2 separate regions of the Astyanax mexicanus genome follow, and region 2 is linked to region 1. Evidence: chromatin contacts called from public Hi-C data. All regions are on one chromosome and are shown on one strand. The core of a region is the stretch at or near the end of the contact, and the rest is flanking DNA. Distances in the headings are between cores, read along the strand shown.

Region 1 (4,245 bases), core at 255-2,754:
TGGAAGCCCTTTAAACACCATTTAAAAACCCTTTTGGCAGCTTAAAAAGTCAGGTTATATTAACCCTAAGCTCCTGATAGCTGAATGTAAGATGCAATGTAGATTCTAAAACACATCTCAAGAACCTGTTGGAAGCTTAAAATGTCAGGTTATAGTGAACCCAAACTCCTGATAGCTGGATACTGTTATGAGCTCCTGCTGGAAGCTTTCAATTTTCAATCTGAAGATGCGAAGTACATTCTGAAACACCATTTAAAACCAGGTTAGTGGCTTAAGTCAATTTAAGATCCTGGTAGTTGGACATAAGATGTAACTTACTATCAGGAGCTTTAAGCTTGTGATTAAAGTCAGAGTGCATTAAACTCAAACTCCTGACAGCTGAATGTAAGAAAAAAAACATAGAATCTAAAACACTTTTTAAAAACCTGTAGGCAGCTTAAAATCAGGTTATTTTGAACTTAAACTCCTAACAGCTAGATGTATCAGGTTTGCAGCTTAGGTCATTAAAGCTCCTGATAGTTGGATGTAACTTACTATTAGGAACTTTAAGCTCATGTTGGCAGCATTAAGTCAGAATATATTAAACCTATATTAAAGCTCTTTATACCTGGAGGTGAGAGTTATATTGAATAATAAATAAAGTTCTTGATAGATGAATGTAACCTAACTTACATAGTTACATTCACTTCTGCTCTAGCTATATAAGCTAGCTAATTGACTCTTGTCACTGTACTGCAACCATAGCTGACCCCCTTCTCACACACTCACTCCAGTCCAGTCCACTGCGCTCACTTTCTCAATGTAAACACTGTAGTGTAGGGTAACGTTACGGCGTCAGACGTAAAAACTCAGCAGACGCAGCAGCTTCACACACCGCTGTCACACTTCTCACACTCTTCCCACACTTTTTTTGAGCTTTTTGGAGAGGCTGGCCCTTTAAATTGTCTCCAACTTGCCCAAGACAAGCAGCAGAAAGTGACCAGACTAGCCACAGCCACAAACTTACTGTTAAAACCGTCCGCGCTAACGTTAGGTTAACTTAGCTAGCTAGCTTGGTAACCTAGGCAACCTATCTATCTAGTTAGTGTAACTACATCAGTGAGTTAACGTTGAGTTAAGTTATGAACGTTAGCGCGAGTTAAACTAGAGCTAGGTAAGTTATATCGGAGTCCGCAAGCTCTTCAAATCTTCAAAACACTGCTGCTGCACACAGCCTGCGCGCGCCAGCATGCGGACTCACCGACCGAGCTGGAGCCCGTGCCCGAACCGAGCAGGAGGTACCAGACCCACATCCTTCACGCCGTATCTTTTTTTCGGCCTGCCCCTCCGCTTCACCCCGCTGTGGGCCAACAACCGGGGCGGTTTTATAGTTCCTCGATTTCCACTTATCGCCCCGGCTCCGCTCTGCTCCCGCTCCGCTCTTTTTTCTTCCCCCTGCAGGACAAAGTTTTCGGACTTGCGGGGAGGTTGGGCTCCTCCGCTGGGACAGCCGTGTGTGGGGTGGCGTTTTTTCCACACCCGCATTCCGCCTCGCCCCGCCCACCGGCGCCGCGATTGGCTGGTAGTTCCCGAACTTTTAAAAGCCAAATACTCCCATCGCTTCTCATACAGAAAAACGACTGACCAATCACATCAGTAGAAGGACTCAACACCGGATGGCCAATCGTAAAGCAGGAGAGGGACACCTCTAAACCAATCCAGGAGAAAAAAAGTAAAAAGTGACATTTCCAGCCAATCCCAGCACAGGAGGATGAGTTTTCCGGAATGCAGGTGTTAAAAGAAATAAAAGGCTGGAGGAGCTGGTGTAGGTGTCAGGTTTACACACAGAGAGGGGCGGAGTCTAGTGCCGGGAAAAATAAGAATAGGATCTATACACTACAGCCTGATCAGTGCACACAGAGACAGAGAGAGAGAGAGAGAGAGATCCACAGTGAAGATAGTATACAGTCAAATATACAGTGCATTCGATCAGAAGCTACATACGACTGTGTGAAAACGTTTTTTTTAATCCTGTGCATTTAGAAGTGTATAATTTCTGCAGGAATGCCACGTGACAATTCAGGGTGTCTGCAGCTCCTTAAAAAGTCTTAAATGGTTAAATTGTCTTAAAGGTGTTGTTCCGCTGAAATCCACTTTTTCTCGTTCTTTGTAAAATACAATAGGTCTCTCTGAGTTGTAAATGCATGCTGCACATGAAACTGTTCTTCAACGTCCATTGTCTGCAGTAGTATTTAACAAAACACGAGTCGATCAAAAAAAGCACAGTGTCTACGTCAACCCATAAATTAGTATTAATGGCCTCACCTGCCTTGGATCGCGACCGCCCACAATCTGCGCTAAGGCCAGGCAGCGACACCGTCTCGTCAGACAGGAGCTTTTGTTCACAAAAAACAGCTCACATGGCATTCATTCATACAAGAGACCACACCTAGACATTTTAAATTTAACAAAAAAATTATGAGACATTTACAAAGATTTAAATCCGCCTCTAAATGTCATAAACATGTAATATACGGTAAATCGAATTTTGTTAAATACAATTTTTGTGCATTACATTTTACATTCCCTGCATTTGATTTGTTATGTTAGTTAAGTTATGTTGGATTACTGCTTTAATGCAAACTAAACTAAGAGGAGCAGTACATTGTTTATAGGGGCCTTATCAGAATACTATTCTCTCCTTTTTGCTCTCAAAAAAAACAAAAAAAAAGACTCAAGATGTTTTTTTTTTTGTTTTTTTTTAAAGTGTTCATCATTTTTCATCACTACACAGAAATATTTGTCCTTATAAATCGGGTTTTATTTTTTTATTTGCATGCATGGCAAGCTGCTTAACAGCTACAGGATGGACAATTGTAAGGAAAACTTGTAATTGCTGAAAATGTAACCAAACTTTAAAATGTTCCAAGCCAAATAAATGAGCCACAAAAGAAACTGATACAACTGGTAGTGAAGGGCATTTATTTTTGGGTCGGTAGCAGTGTACTACCTGTGTCCAACTTAATAAGAGTTTAGTGGACTGGAGCGTTTCTTTCTCTCAGCAATGAGTAAAATATTTCAATTACATGTTATATATATATAGAGACACTTATGAAAATAATATGTGTATAAAAATAAAAAAAATATATACATATATTTATATAAAATGTACACTGTCACACTTCCCTGAATTCACCTTGTATGAATGTAATTAAACCCAAATAAAAAAAAATATATTCACTGAACAATATTGAAGAGCTCTTTAACCTTGAAAAGTATATAATTGTTTTCCAGAGAACAGTTCCTTTAAATGTTTGTGAAGTAGACAAAAAAAAAAAGGAATTGAAACAGTCCTTGAACAATTCGTACTCCGGGAGGAAAAATTGAAGGAAAAATGCAAAAAAAAAACTATTTGGGTACCCAAAAAAAAATATATATATAGAAACTCAATTCAGTTTACTTAAGTGATCCATGAAAGGTTTAGAGCAGATGCGGCCGTCTCACTCTCCCTCTCACTCTCCGCCTCTGTCTCTCCCTCTCTCTCTCAGCGTGGAAACTAGCTTGAGCACACCACCAGTCTAGCAGGAGAATCAGTAAACACGAGTTAATAATATGACGGCAGCTGGAGCTAGCTGCAGCTATCAGACCTCTCTCTCCCTTCGCGCCTAATCGTCTGAGCAGAGTTTAATCTTATACAGAGAACACAATCTATAAGTACACATTAATAAAAATGAAAATACCCAAATACTGTTTTACAATAAGCATATTAAACAAACATACACTTTTAGAACTTTTAGAAAATACCTCTAGTATTTCACTTAAAACACTTTAACTAAATGCTTATATTTAAAGCATATAAAGAGCGATATAAAGTCATTTAAATACATTTAACATTCACTCAAAACACTTGAATTATACGCTTCTATTAAAAGCATAAACAGAGCATTTAAAGTTAATAAAACACTTAATGTGTTAACCAAAACTTCTGGAACTAAATGCTTATATTTAAAGCATATAAAAGGCATTTTTAGTAATTAAAATACACTTAATATTTTACTCAAAACATTTGAGTTGCATGCTTAAAGCATGTAGAGACCATGTAACCCACTAATACAGAGCAGATAAACTAGAGTTTCAAGCTTAAACTGAACTGAACTTCAGCAGAACTTTTAAACACATTTAGTGCTATTTTTATGAAACAAATAAAACATATAAAGCTCTTCATAATTATGCACTAGGATGCCCTATAAGCGGACAATGCTCACC
Region 2 (4,721 bases), core at 498-2,997, 220 kb after region 1:
AAACACAACATTGTTCTCCTCATTAAAAATTCAACAAATATTCACTTCAACACATTAAAGGTTCGTCCCCACAGGAGATAGTCCAGCCAGATGCTGAAAAGTTACAGAAAGTAGAATACAGGTTTTGCTTGCATCAGTTACTTTCGCAACCAGTGGTCCTCGTCATTCTCAGATTTTTGGGAAAGGGTGTGCACCTATTGTAAAAAAAAAAAAAAAAAAAAAAAAAAGAAAAATTACAGCTGGCTGTACTTTCCTTTACAGTGCAGTATGTGCCTGTACACTCTGTCTATCCGGTCCTGTAATATCCTGGCATGTTCATCGGACAAAAAGCCCTGCTCTGCTGCCAGCGGCTCGCTGTCCCGGTACAGGTCAAAGAGGCGTGCCCGGGCATCGCGGTACCGGTGCAGTGCAGCGACCCTCTGGGCCGTCCTCCTCCTGAAGATGCAGACAGACCTCAGGACGGAGCTGTGGTACCTTTCCCACATGTCCAGCACGCGGTAGCCGTGCACCAGGCCTGCCTCGTTGTCTATGAATACCAGGACGCCCTGGGGCGTCTTGAGGAGGTTGCTGGTGTTGCGCTCCATGACTCGGGAGTCCCACTGCAGGCTAAACAGGTTGCTGACCAGCCGGTCAAAGTTGGCAGTCAGGTAGTCGAACACGACCAGGTCGCTCCACTGCACGAGCTCGAGCAGCTCCGCCTCTGTCCGGTTGCCCAGGTCCATAGTAGGGCGCAGGCCGCTGCTGTCCGGCCGGAGGGGCGAGGGGGTTACCACCCCGCTCAAGTTGGCGATCCACTCGGTCATGGACACCACGGCCCGTCCGGACCACTGCAAGCCGTCCACGCGCTGCCTCACGTGCGCCCACTGCTGCTCCGCGCTGCTGGGCTGCGCGAGCACGAGCGGGGGCACGTTGGAGATGCCGAGCAGCTTCGCCAGGTAATAAGCAAGAGTCTCTCCCTGCACCTGCTCCGCGTTGATGCCGTAGCGCACGCACGCTTTGCTCCCGTCCGAGAACGTGGCCAGCTGGTTGGACGTCCTGCCGCAACCCGGCTCGAGGGAGACCACGCGCTGGGCGCGCGCGCGCTGGCTCCATAACCGCGCGCGGTCCTCGCTGAAGCCGGCGGGCAGGCGAGCCTCGAGGCTGCGGCTCCAGAACACGCCGTCCTCCAGGGGTAGGGGGTCGCGCTGGACGCCGGTGCTCCCATTGGTGGTGGTGGTGGTGGTGGTAATTCCCGCGCTGAGGTTGTTAGACCGCGCGACGGCCGGGACGGCGAGCAGCGCTCGGAAAGTTTTGGCGGAGGACGGGCCGAGCTCCCGCTCCCGCCGCTCCAGGCGCCGCTCCAAGCCGCCAAACAGGTGCAGCACGCAGGCGAGCGAGCAGAGGAGCAGCAGCGCCAGCGAGTTCACCGAAACCGCCCTCATATCCATCCGCTCCGCACACACTCTTCACACCGGACTTCAGCTACGTGTTCTCCATCCACGAGGCTGCGAGACTCAGCCCCACAGGAACCCCACTGGAACACTTATAATAAAGAGAGTCACACACTTCTCTCCTCACTTCTCCTCTCCTGTCTCTGTTCTAAGTGTGTGTGTTCCGCCGCTACCGCCAAACACAACAAAGCAGACCCGTCTTTATCTTCTTCCACTGCACTGCTTCTAATTCAGCTCCCTGCTCGCAGCGCGCTGCTGTTCTCCGCTGTACTGAACACACCTCGCCTCCTCTCTCTTTCTCTCCGCGACCGTTGGCTACTGAGTTTTGAGCCAAGCTCCGCTCCGCTCCCACAGAAAGGCGAAACACCACGTGACCCCCTCCACCAAAGCTATTGGCTGACTTCTTTCTTTATTGTTGTTTTTTTTCACACCCGTTCTGCGCAAAGCTCTGCCCTCTTCACTGTGACTGGCCAGTCTCGCACGCTGACTAGCTACTAGCCAATCACAGCGCAGCATAAGGCGGGACTTGTCTCAATGAAGGTGGGAAACAAACAGGCACCAGCCGATGCAACAAAAGCGGTGGATTCTAACACAACAGTAAAATGAGTTATTTTCCAGAGATTTTAGCTCAAACCTAAGACACAACTTTTATTTTAAAGGGAACATATTATACATTTTTTATTATACAAGTTATTATGATGTTTGGGCCATATAACACATGCTCATGAAGCTTTATGAACAAAATCACTCTCACATAAAGAGATCTTACCACCTCCCTTCCAGATTAGGCCGTTTAAGGGCTCTGTCACTTTTATGCAAACAAGCTGCTGATGGCCATGCACCATGTATAAGCTTAGCAGTTACCACGTGTTAGTGTTGGCTTGTGCTAAACTGCAAAACATGAACAAGCTAGTACATGCTTACAGGTGAGGGGTGGTGCCAGGATGTTTATAGTGGCAGTCCAGACCCGAATGGAAATACAAAAGGATGCAAAAAGTGATTTTTTCAAAATAGGTCCCCTTTAAAACTGTAATATATGATTTACAAACTAAAATATATTCAGGTATTTCTCATGTGTTGGAGATACTGTGCTGTTTTTTTTTTAATATCACACCTACCCCTGTATGTGGTGTGTTATCAAGGTGTTATCTTGTGTGTGAAGCTGAACATTGACCAGCGTACTCAAGGCAAAGCAACTGGACTTATTGGAGGCCTGATCTTGGGTGCCAGATGGATGGGAAATTAATTTTCTGTAGTTCTGTGTAGGCATTTAACATTCCTTTATTCCACACTCTTCATCACCAACCACAGTTGACAGCGCAGTGGGTCATAATGAACTTGACTGGCATCTTTTGGCTAAAATTGTCCATGAAAACAGATAAATCCATACCTGTCAAGTCTCCCGTTTTGGCCGGGAAACTACCGTATTTTACTCCTCTTTCCCGCTGTCCTCCCGTATTAGTATTTTCCCGTAAATTTCCCGTATTATATTAAAATAAAAAAATATATATTATTGAGGAGACAGGGAGCTGACTGCTCTGTGTCTCTTAACCAATCGTGCAGCCGGTTCAAGGAGAAAGTCCCGCCTTTCAGGAGAAACAGCCAATCAGCTTGCAAAGGAGGGTCAGTTGTGGGGAAGCCACAGGCAGCTAGTCGGAGCAGCTCATGTTTAAACATATCTGGATATACAGCGATTTTTCTAAAAGAAAGGGAACGGTAGGCTAATCATGTAAACTGTGATGAGATTTTTCTGATAGCTGCTTAAAAATACTCGTCTCTGAAATAAAACACACAGATTAAACCTTTTAAAATAAAATAGAAAATACAGCTTGAACTAGAAATGTTAAAAATTAACTAAACTGATCAGGGGTGGAGTGATCAAAAGATTCAGTTTGCAGAATTTGTGCACCCTTTGTTCAATTTTAAATCCATTAAATAAATAAAAAATATATTATAAAAAGAGTGCATTTATGCCAAAAAGACATGAAATCTTAACTTTTAAAAAAATATTTGGAAAAGTGTTTTTAATTTGGCTGTATTAAAAGAATGACATATGTAGGAATGTCCGCAACATTTCAGATTCTGATAATCTAATTGTGTGTAAGTGGTTCACATGTGGTTATTTTAGATTTTTTTTGTAAACCTGTCTTAAAATGTAAGGGATACTGAACCTACGTTGGGCTGGTGGGACAACTTTAAGCGGACAGAGGAAAATATCCCTTATTTTTTAATCTAAAATTTGACAGGTATGTAAATCACATCCACATTCTATGCTGGAGACCCTGTATGCACATTTCACATGTTGAGTTCCTTAAATGTATTATTACTTGCAAAATTATAAGGATGCAAAAAAATGACAAAGCCTAAAATAAGTTTTATGGGTTAGTGGGGGGTGGGGCAACTTACTAGCAGATCAAAGCAACCATCCCTTTTTGGGCATGTTAATATACTGTTTCACTGACACACAAAATAACCCATAGTGGCTTTAATTCTTCTGTTTCAAAGTCTGAGACCTGTTACAACAAGAACTGGCCAGGTCTACCATATAAAACACAGCATGACAGCCAGTCCATAACAACTCTCACTTTACATTATGGAGAAACCCAACCCAGACCTGAGTCACTTTCCCAGCAGAGCCCCGTTCTGACCTCATTAAAACACAACAGTACAAGTATTAAAAATGCATGCAATAAAGTGAAGATAAAAGCCATTCTCATATAAAAGGTGCTCCCAAGCGCGACAGTCATCCAGCATCACTTTGAGCTGTTATAGTGAGATTAAACGCTATGGTTTTTTTTGTCTGATACCAAAACTCATTTGAAATCAAAAGTGCTTTGAAGTAAAAATGCCATCCTAGTAAATCTGGAAGCAACAGAGTGTGCCAATACAACAACAGCGTTTTTTATCCCGTCATTTAAAATTTAATGCTATGTTTCAAACATCCGTAACAAGGTCCTACAGACAAACAGCAGGTAAAGCTGCATTTGCTCTGCGGCTACGAACACTCAGCCCCTTTGAAAATACAAATGACTGTGGCCTTTATGCAAAGAAGCAAAATGAAGTGCCTTGTGATGCAAAGTCAAACGAGATCCATTCTTACAAGTCAAATTAATCCAGTACAGAAAAGTAGGTTAACTGAATAAAAAAAACATTCCTTGCTTTTAAATGTAAAATTATTCACACAACAAAAAACCCTTCTTCATTTCTAATGACTTTTTTCAGCATTTCTTTTTCATTTGGGGTTCATATAAGTGTTTAAACACAATGTAGATTACTCTCAAGAACAAAAAA

What was found. A called contact is a pair of places that touch in the nucleus more often than the background predicts.
Region 2: a contact with region 1 is called in a Hi-C map of muscle, with 8 times the contacts expected there. The contact joins the promoter of fjx1 here to the promoter of ldlrad3 in region 1. A contact is called at or near these places in 2 of 3 Hi-C or Micro-C datasets (both in muscle).

Annotation. Positions count from the first base shown.
Region 1 is chr2:59,672,892-59,677,136 of AstMex3_surface, forward strand. It overlaps ldlrad3 (low density lipoprotein receptor class A domain containing 3), which reads right to left and starts at 1,505. Exons shown (of 6, transcript XM_022672167.2): 1 at 1,241-1,505. The coding sequence starts at 1,292.
Region 2 is chr2:59,895,552-59,900,272 of AstMex3_surface, forward strand. fjx1 (four-jointed box kinase 1) reads right to left here and starts at 1,748. Exons shown (of 1, transcript XM_007228159.4): 1 at 1-1,748. The coding sequence starts at 1,427. The coding sequence ends at 234.